Regions from separate parts of the Zea mays genome. Here all the other regions are linked to region 1. The links are chromatin contacts, called in public Hi-C maps. All regions are on one chromosome and are shown on one strand. The core of a region is the stretch at or near the end of the contact, and the rest is flanking DNA. Distances in the headings are between cores, read along the strand shown.

Region 1 (2,700 bases), core at 167-2,666:
CTAGAAGAGCGCAGAGCAGCACAGGCGGGCAGCCCGGCAGCGGCCGGGACCGCGAGCGCGAGATACCCTGCCCCTGGCCTGCCCATACGGCGCAAGGCATCTGCCGTGCGCGGTGACCACGCCAGCGGCCTACGGGAGCCCTGCCTTCCGGCAACTTCCATGCGGGGTGCGGCATTGGGAATTTGGAATTGGAAAGGCTAGCTAGGTGCCTGCTGTGTAGTGCATTGCAGGGGGAAGGAATTCTGGCCCGTCCGTGTCCTCATCCAATACAAAGCTTGTTCGTTTACATCTAGATCTAAAGAGATTAGAGTAGTGCACATGTTGTCGAGCTCGTAGGCCGGCACGAAGCGCCGGAGTGCTTCACCATTTTTATTCTGAACTGTGTGTCTCTGACCGGCTGACCCACCTTCGCAACGTTCGCAGTCCTGACGCAAGTCATTGCCGTGTCGTCCATGCGACGGCGAGTGTATAGCCCATTAATTATCCGTGGAGCCACAATGCTGCAAAACAAAGTAAAACATAATGCAGCTGCATTTGAGTTTGAACAGTGATTTACCTCACGGATTTACAGATTTTTTACGAGGTCGATGGACTCCACTCTCCAGTAAACCACCCCTCTAGATCCAAACATGAGAAACCTTATCCAAAATACTAGAGTTGCCGTAACAGAAATAACAAAAAAATAAAGCATTTTCTTCGTCTTCTCTCAAATTCCATGGCAACATTGGCCCGTAGGTTTTGCTTGCAAACCCGATTCGGTGCACTGGGCAGGACGGCATTGGGTCGCAGTCCGGCCCATTTGCCAACGCGTTGCTGCAAAGTGCGAACAGTATTTGTGGGCAGAAATCGGTGCCTTGACGCTTTGCCACGTGTGTGGGCTGGGCTGTATTATCCTCTTTATCTAGCAGGCCTCGACAGTCCACTGGCCTGGCCCGTTGAAAGAAGCACCGTCACAACGAGACCTGGGCCAACTCTGCGCTGGCTGCCCGTCAACCCTGTGCCCATAAATTTATGAGAAAAATCCAACCCCACCCCCCCGGCCCCCCCCCCCCACCCCCCACCCCACGTCCCCACCCCCCACCACCACCACAAAGAAAAGTCCAACTTCCTGTCATGGTCCTTTTTTATCTGAACTTATCGACGAGGCCAGAAAATTATCTATATAGCCTTTTGGTTAGTTTAGGTAATCAACGTGCGCTCTCCCTCTTGCTCGGCGCTCGCCGCGCGGCGACAACGACAAGCCGTTCACCTGTTCCGTCCGTCACCGTCGCACCAATCCACACGCGCACGCGCTGCCGCGGCGCCTGCCTGCTGATCATCTTCCCCAGCCGCCGCTACTGCGCCACACCGTGTCCAGTTGCACGCAGTAGCAGGCCCAAGGTATAGGTAGCTAGCTATAGCTCTTTTACTTGGCTGCTTCCGTTCGTCGTCGACGCACGCGGTAACTCTCTCCAGTTACAGTTACACCATGTCGCCATGCAGGACAGGCAGTGCGTGCCCGCGCGCCGAACAGACTTATGTCGTCCGCCGCGCGCCGCCCTGACGGAAGGCCGGCCGGCGTCGTCGCGCGAATCGAGACTATTGCACCACAGCGGCCGGAACTGTTGTCGAGCAATGAGCACGCCGCCCCCATCCATCAGGCATTCAGGCGTCTGCCATCAGGTAGGGTTCCGGTGTTTCACTACTCGCTAGCCGCGGTGAGCGAAGAAGCCGGCCGAGGGCGAGCAAGGTTCCGAGCTGGTTTGGTGCGGTGTGGTGTGGCCCATGGAGGATCGGCGACACAGGCGCGAGAAACAGGGGCACGGACGGCTGACGGTGAGCAGAAGGCAGCTCAGCAAGTGGCCATGGTGGGCTATCATTGGCGTGTACTTGCACAGTGCCGGCGCATCCAGATCTACTGGAGCCAAGCCACCGCTGTCTCCTCCCCGGGCAGAGCGCGCTCCGTACCGTACCACCGCTCCCCTTTCGACTCGCCGGACGACATGAGAGAGAGCAGCAGAGCGAACAATGAGCATGCTTCCGCACCTTGCCCACCACTATCTAGCTAGGCAGAGCGAACGGATAACAAAATATCTGCTGAAAATACACCACTGATCTGACCTTCAAGTCCGCGCATCAACTTTTACCAGTTTCCACTCTAATGAAGCCTGAAGTGACGTTCTACACATGGGTTCGGATCGATGATTCGGTCGGGTTTGAACCAATTTTTTAGGATGTTTGGTTTGGAGATAAATTATGAGTAAATGAGCATTCGAATAATGGTTATCGTTTTTTGATCTACATTTATACTCATCTAACCAACGGAACCCATATATCTTTAGATTTTATACTCCATACTCAAGCATAAATAAAAATGGTAGCACTTCGCTAGTTTGTTTGGATATTAGGAAGGTTAGGTTAAACCCACAACGGACATTTCTTCAATATCGGGGTTCAGTCTATATATATAAAACAAAAACAAAGAAGAAACCAATCAAATTCTCCTTGTCTTTCTAAACATACACCGTGTGTTGAATATATAAAGGGACTGATGTGAACCATCATCGTCGTCTCTTTTCCTAGAGTTGTGGGTGCTCAAGACGTTGTTGACCTTCCTCCCGCTTCGCGCACGGTGCTAGCACGTCGACGTCATTGGTGTTTCATCTCCACACGTGTGGAAACCATGGAGATGTTCATATTGTTGTTGCGATGTTGATCAAC
Region 2 (2,700 bases), core at 19-2,518, 150 kb after region 1:
CTGTTGTCTTATTTTATCTTCCTCTCGTGCCTTCGGTCCTACTAGTGGTCCTTACATTTCCATTCTTGTCTGAAGATTTCCAAGTAGCCACTCCTTGTGCTGGATTTGGTGTGTGAGGATCACCAATGACTACGCTCTTGCCCTTGCCTTTATCCGTCATTTCCAGCTGAATTAGGACCTTGTCGTTCATCTCAAGTGTATTCATGGGTAATGACTGACTGTCAATTTGCATTCCCAATCGGCCTTCATTTATAGTCGATTGTATCTGTCGACGGAAAGTATTGCAATCATTGGTGGTATGAGAAATGAAGTTATGTCATTTACAATAAGCACGCCTTTTCAATTCATCTATCGAGAAAATTATGTGAGATGGTTTAATGTTACCGCTCTTAAGTAATCCATTAAACATCTTGTCACACTTAGCAACATTAAATGTGAACTTAACTTCTCCTTCTCACAAGTTAAGCGAGGTGAGATAATTTTGAGGCTCACACGGTCGCCGTCCGACTAGAACTAGACCAACTTGACCAATTATGTCTTTGTCAACGGGTAATAATGGAGGATGTCCTCATGAGGTATCTTATAGGCAGTTGCCTGTTAGGACTTGTAAAGATATCAACATATATCTCTTTGTTCACTTTAGCTTCCCAAAATAATAAACTTCACTTGTTTGAAAATTTATTTTTAGGCCTAACATCTGTTCAAATAAGATCAAGATGAATTTCAAGTTCTTAGCCTGCTCCAAATTGTTTTACAAAAGAACTGCATATTAAAGCGTCATATTATAGCGTCGTACAACCCTTTTTGTATTTGATGATGTGTGGAATTAATCCCTCATCAATCAATAAAGGCCACACCTCGTGGGCCTTCCTAATCAGACAAAACGTAATATTAATAAAGACCAATTTTGATAATTTATGGCTCTATTTTGCGGCAACTCCAACGGGGAAAGAGAAACAGAACGTGATAGCTGGACAGGAAGAGGTCTCTAGCTACATTCTAGCCTAGTCTGAGACGACACGTACACCGATAAGCTGCGTGCGGCATGCCATGGCGTGGTGCGTGGGACCGGACCGACACCGAGACCAGCCGCCACCGAATCCCGCCGCTCTTCTGGCCGCCGAGTTGTCAAGCAACGCACGCACCACAAGCCGCCCGCCTCAGTTGAAGCCCCGCGGAAAGGCTGGCTGCGAGTGCGAGACCGACCAAACAAAGAACACATATCAATCACCAGCTCACAGTGGGAGGGGACGCACGATCGGCACCCGGCCATCCCCTCCCTCCTCTTCCTCGCACGTCCTCTTCCATTCCAGTAATGGGCTCTGCTTCATCAGGTGGGCATGCAACAACCCAATAATTAAGCTCAACTGGTCGATCGACCAGGCCGTACTGTCACAATTTACCTGCAGGTCGGTGACGATACGATGCTATACATGCATATGGCGCAGATGGTCTCCGGGAGCACTTGCTGGACGTGGACGGCGGCGGAGCGGCGGCGGTGCCCAAGATACGGGTGCGCGGGCTGCGGCGCCGCGCGGACGCGACCGGCGAGGAGATCCTCCGCGGCGTCCACCTCGACGTGCCGCGCGGGGCCGTCATGGGCGTCATCGGCCCCAGCGGCAGCGGCAAGTCCACGCTGCTCCGCGCGCTCAACCGCCTCTGGGAGCCCGCGCCCGGCGCCGTGCTCCTCGACGGCGCCGACATCTGCGCCCTCGACGTCCTCGCCCTGCGCCGCAAGGTCGGCATGCTCTTCCAGCTCCCCGCCATGTTCGACGGTACGTACCGTACCTACGTCCGATCCAATTGATTATCCATTAATCGATGGAACTAAGAACAGAGAAGGTTCGGTAATTCATTGACAATTTGGCATTTGCTAATCACATGGAAGCTGGCAGCGATTAGACAATTCATTAGTGGCCAACTGTGATAAGCTATAGCTATCCCGCTGACCTTTCGACCAATGCAGCACGCTGGTCGCCGGTGATAAGTTCTCTATGAGCACACCATGGTTTTGGTTTCCTTTTCACATATACTACTATATATACTACTATAATAACGCAATAATGCTTGGCCTCTACATCCTGAGACTGATGAGATGCATAAATAATAGCCATAGCCATCCCTGATGACAGAGGATGCGTGATGACGAGGACGAACCTTGCTAACCTTTTAAAGAAAGCTCGAACAGTTGACAAATATAAGCGGGATGGTGGCATTTATTTTTTTTTTAACTTTGATAGTACTGGCACACGAAATATTTAGGATTTCTGAACATCTGGTCCAACATAAACCCCTCCAACTTGAATAAACTATTTTTTCGAGCCGTAAGTCATTCTTTTTTTTTGAGCTTAATCGAATTTATAGAAAAGAACATAAAAATTCATGACACCAAATCAATATCATTAGATACGCCATGGAATATATTTTCATAATTTATTAAATTATTTGATGTCATAAGTACCGTTATATTTTTTTACATAAATTTAGTCAAATTCGAAAAGTTTAACTTAGAAACAACTTCGGGAGTTAGATTTATTTAGGAAGGAGGGAATATTTCCTGGATGTAGGAGCATCTGCAATAGTTCTCTAAACAGGTTCCTAAACTTGAAAATTTGTTAGGTACAATACTAGTTGGATCTGCGGCCTCCGTGCTGATTTTCCACCACTTCCTTTCCTGCGTGCTTTTGACAGGAACCGTGG
Region 3 (2,700 bases), core at 116-2,615, 240 kb after region 1:
CCCGTTTCTGTCTCCACGACCTCGCTGCTCTGCGGCCTCTCCTCTTGCAAATCCGACATCTCCGCCTCCGCTTTTTCCTTCGGCTGCCCTGCGCCGACCTGCTCCTCTTGACACCTCACCGCCACAGTCGTGATGTCAGTGCTGGCAGCCTCCTGCGACGTCGCGACGTCCTGTCCATTCTGGCCTGCAGCGTCGGACTCCAACAGGACAGGCTCCTCCGCTTCCAGTTCCAAGGGAGTCACGGCAGGCGACGGCTCGGCGGGCGTCTCCGGCTGCTGCTGCTGGTGCTGCGCTCTCGACGTCTGGCCTTTGGCCCTGGCGGAAGCACCAGCGCCGCCCTTGCCGCCGGACGACGCTGATGCCGCGGCCTCCTCCTTGCCCTTCTTGCTGCGGGACCTACTGCTAGCCTTGAACGCGTTGGACGCCCTCTGCATCAACTGCCTCGGCGACACCGCGCCCCACAGCGACGCGGAAGCCGGCGCTTTGGCCTTGGCCGGCCGCGGCACGCCCACCGGCTGCGCCGGGGCCTTGTCCTTAAGCGTGATCGGCCGCGGCGCGCCCACCGGCTGCGCCGAGGCCCTGTCCTTAGGTGTGATCGGCCGCGGCGCGCCCACAGGCTGCGCGGAGGCCCTGTCCTTGGGCGTGATCGGCCGCGGCGCGCCCACCGGCCGCGCCGGGGCCTTGTCGGCGGACCGCCTCGCCGTAGCGGCGGCGGCGCCCTTGGAGCCTGCGGCGGATGAGGAGGAGGCGCAGGGCAACGGCAGAGAGGAGGACGACGAGGAGCTGTGCATGGACGAGCTAACGGTGGGGCGGAGGAAGGACGGCACCGGCTTGTCGGCCGCCGCCGCGGAGGACGGGCGCGACGGGCCGGGGCTGCGCGAGCTGGACGGGGGCCTGCCGGCCCCGCTCTTGCTTCTTGGGCGCGCGCCGTCGCTCGACCGCAGCGACGGCCGCGTGGCCATGGGCGGCTTCCGCTGCATCAGAGACAGAGAGATTTGTCAATTGTTTGTTTTGCCGGTAGGCAGAACGAGCCGTGATTCGAGAGATTTGTAATTTTCTCAAGACACCGAGTCATATCTGGTTGACCACGAGATGTTTGTAGGCAACATGCATGCCATGGTTGCATTTTTTTTTTTGGCGTATTTTTCTCTCTTCTCTGATGACGCATGTGTGGCTGTGTCTCTGTGACAAACACTCCTGGCACGTTGTAATGACAATTGATGATTTTCTCTTTTTAACCCCAAAAAAAATATTTTGGTTCCATTCCCATTTAGGCCTTGTTCATTTGTGTCGGATTGTATCTGGAATCGTTCCAGCTAATCAAAGTTTATATAAATTAGAGAACCAATCCGGTTAGGAATCGTTCCGACCCACTAATCCGACACAAACGAACAAGGCCTTAGGGTTTGTTCGATTAGCTCTCGATACATGTGGATTGAGCGGGGTTGAATGATTTGAAGTCTCAATCAAGTCAAGCTTATTCTTAAATTTTTCCAATCTCATCCAATCCATTGGTAACGGGATTAACCGAACAAGGTCTTATACAACAATTAAGTGCATCTCCAAGAGGAACTCTAAACGAGGCTTTATTTTTAAATATAGGTGTCGAAACTATAAAATATCCTCCGACAGCGATCATTTTTCATAAAAAAAAATTCATAAAACGATCACAGAGATCGATCTCTCAAGTCCTTACCCATATATTGGAGCTCTATCATCGTTTTCTCTTTAATCTTGAACAAATTATTTTATAATAACATGATTTGTTTTCTAAATAACATCATTTAAGGTCTAACTATTGAAGTAAAAAAAAGTTGTTAAACACTTTAAATGCAGTCGTATTTCAGTTTTTAGGAGTCTATTTGAAAGCTCCTTATCGGAGAGATGATCTAACACGGTCAGAACATGTCACTCAAATGCAAAGATTTAATTTGTTTTTTTTGGTGGGGGGGGGGGGGGGGGGGGGGTGGGGGGGGGAATACTAGCATTTAAATAGACGAATATCAAATATGTATGAGATTCTTTCAGTTACGTGACGGGGGGGAGGAGAACTGAATTCGATAGATCTGATGAATAAGCTAGGCACCCAAATCACATAGCATGTGGCAAACGCATCGAATTCGCTCGGCTGGCTAGGCGGCTCGTTCCAGGGCAAATAATAGACGAGCGAATTCCCCTGCAACAAGAACAAAACAACGACAGCAACGTACCAGGAACCTAATAACGCACCCAATTCACGGAAGAAACCCCGTCGTACCTTCGTGAGCAGGAAATGGACAGGAATGGCGTGTGGCGCAGCGGGGAGGAGGAGGAGGAGGAGGAGGGGAGGGGAAGGGACAGGAGAAGACGAAGGCAGCAGCAAAGATGAGAAAAAACCGGGCAACAGAAGAGCCTCATGTTCGCAAACAGACCCTGTCAAATAGCTGAGCACTTGGCATGGGCAGCTGTGAGGTCCGGTTGTTACTACTTGACACCTGGTGGAGGATCCATCTGTCACGGCTCATCCAGAATTAGCAACTAAAACCAACGAAGACAGCGGCATGCACAACCAACATAAATGACCCGTATCTTAAAGAATATTTGAGATTTTAAGTGTAAAAAACATAAAATAGCTATCTTGGTGAAGGAATACATTTCATTCGTACAACCCATATAAGGGCTTGTTCGGTTATTCCCAATATATATGGATTGGATGGGATT

What was found. Hi-C and Micro-C count contacts between places; a contact is called where the count stands out from the background.
Region 2: a Hi-C map of ear shows a contact between it and region 1, with 8 times the contacts expected there. The contact joins the promoter of LOC100286314 here to the enhancer-like site in region 1. A contact is called at or near these places in 12 of 25 Hi-C or Micro-C datasets (bundle sheath, ear, endosperm and 5 more) and 1 of 3 datasets of contacts at active chromatin or transcription factors (leaf).
Region 3: a Hi-C map of bundle sheath shows a contact between it and region 1, with 2.8 times the contacts expected there. The contact joins the promoter of LOC103626371 here to the enhancer-like site in region 1. A contact is called at or near these places in 8 of 25 Hi-C or Micro-C datasets (bundle sheath, ear, endosperm and 3 more).

What each region holds. Positions count from the first base shown.
Region 1 is chr5:55,533,222-55,535,921 of Zm-B73-REFERENCE-NAM-5.0, reverse strand. No RefSeq gene overlaps it. Among protein-coding and RNA genes, the nearest start is that of LOC103626372, 150 kb to the right of the region's middle. Within about 2 kb of position 1,416, at least 19 of the 20 cell types and tissues checked have an H3K27ac peak or open chromatin away from gene starts, as enhancers often do. A contact at or near this core is called in bundle sheath, ear, endosperm and 4 more, where this site is marked.
Region 2 is chr5:55,378,429-55,381,128 of Zm-B73-REFERENCE-NAM-5.0, reverse strand. It overlaps LOC100286314 (phosphate import ATP-binding protein pstB 1), which reads left to right and starts at 1,268. Exons shown (of 4, transcript NM_001349640.1): 1 at 1,268-1,334; 2 at 1,449-1,775; 3 at 2,692-2,700. The coding sequence starts at 1,316.
Region 3 is chr5:55,295,537-55,298,236 of Zm-B73-REFERENCE-NAM-5.0, reverse strand. LOC103626371 (RNA polymerase II degradation factor 1) reads right to left here and starts at 1,365. Exons shown (of 1, transcript XM_020537989.2): 1 at 1-1,365. The coding sequence starts at 980.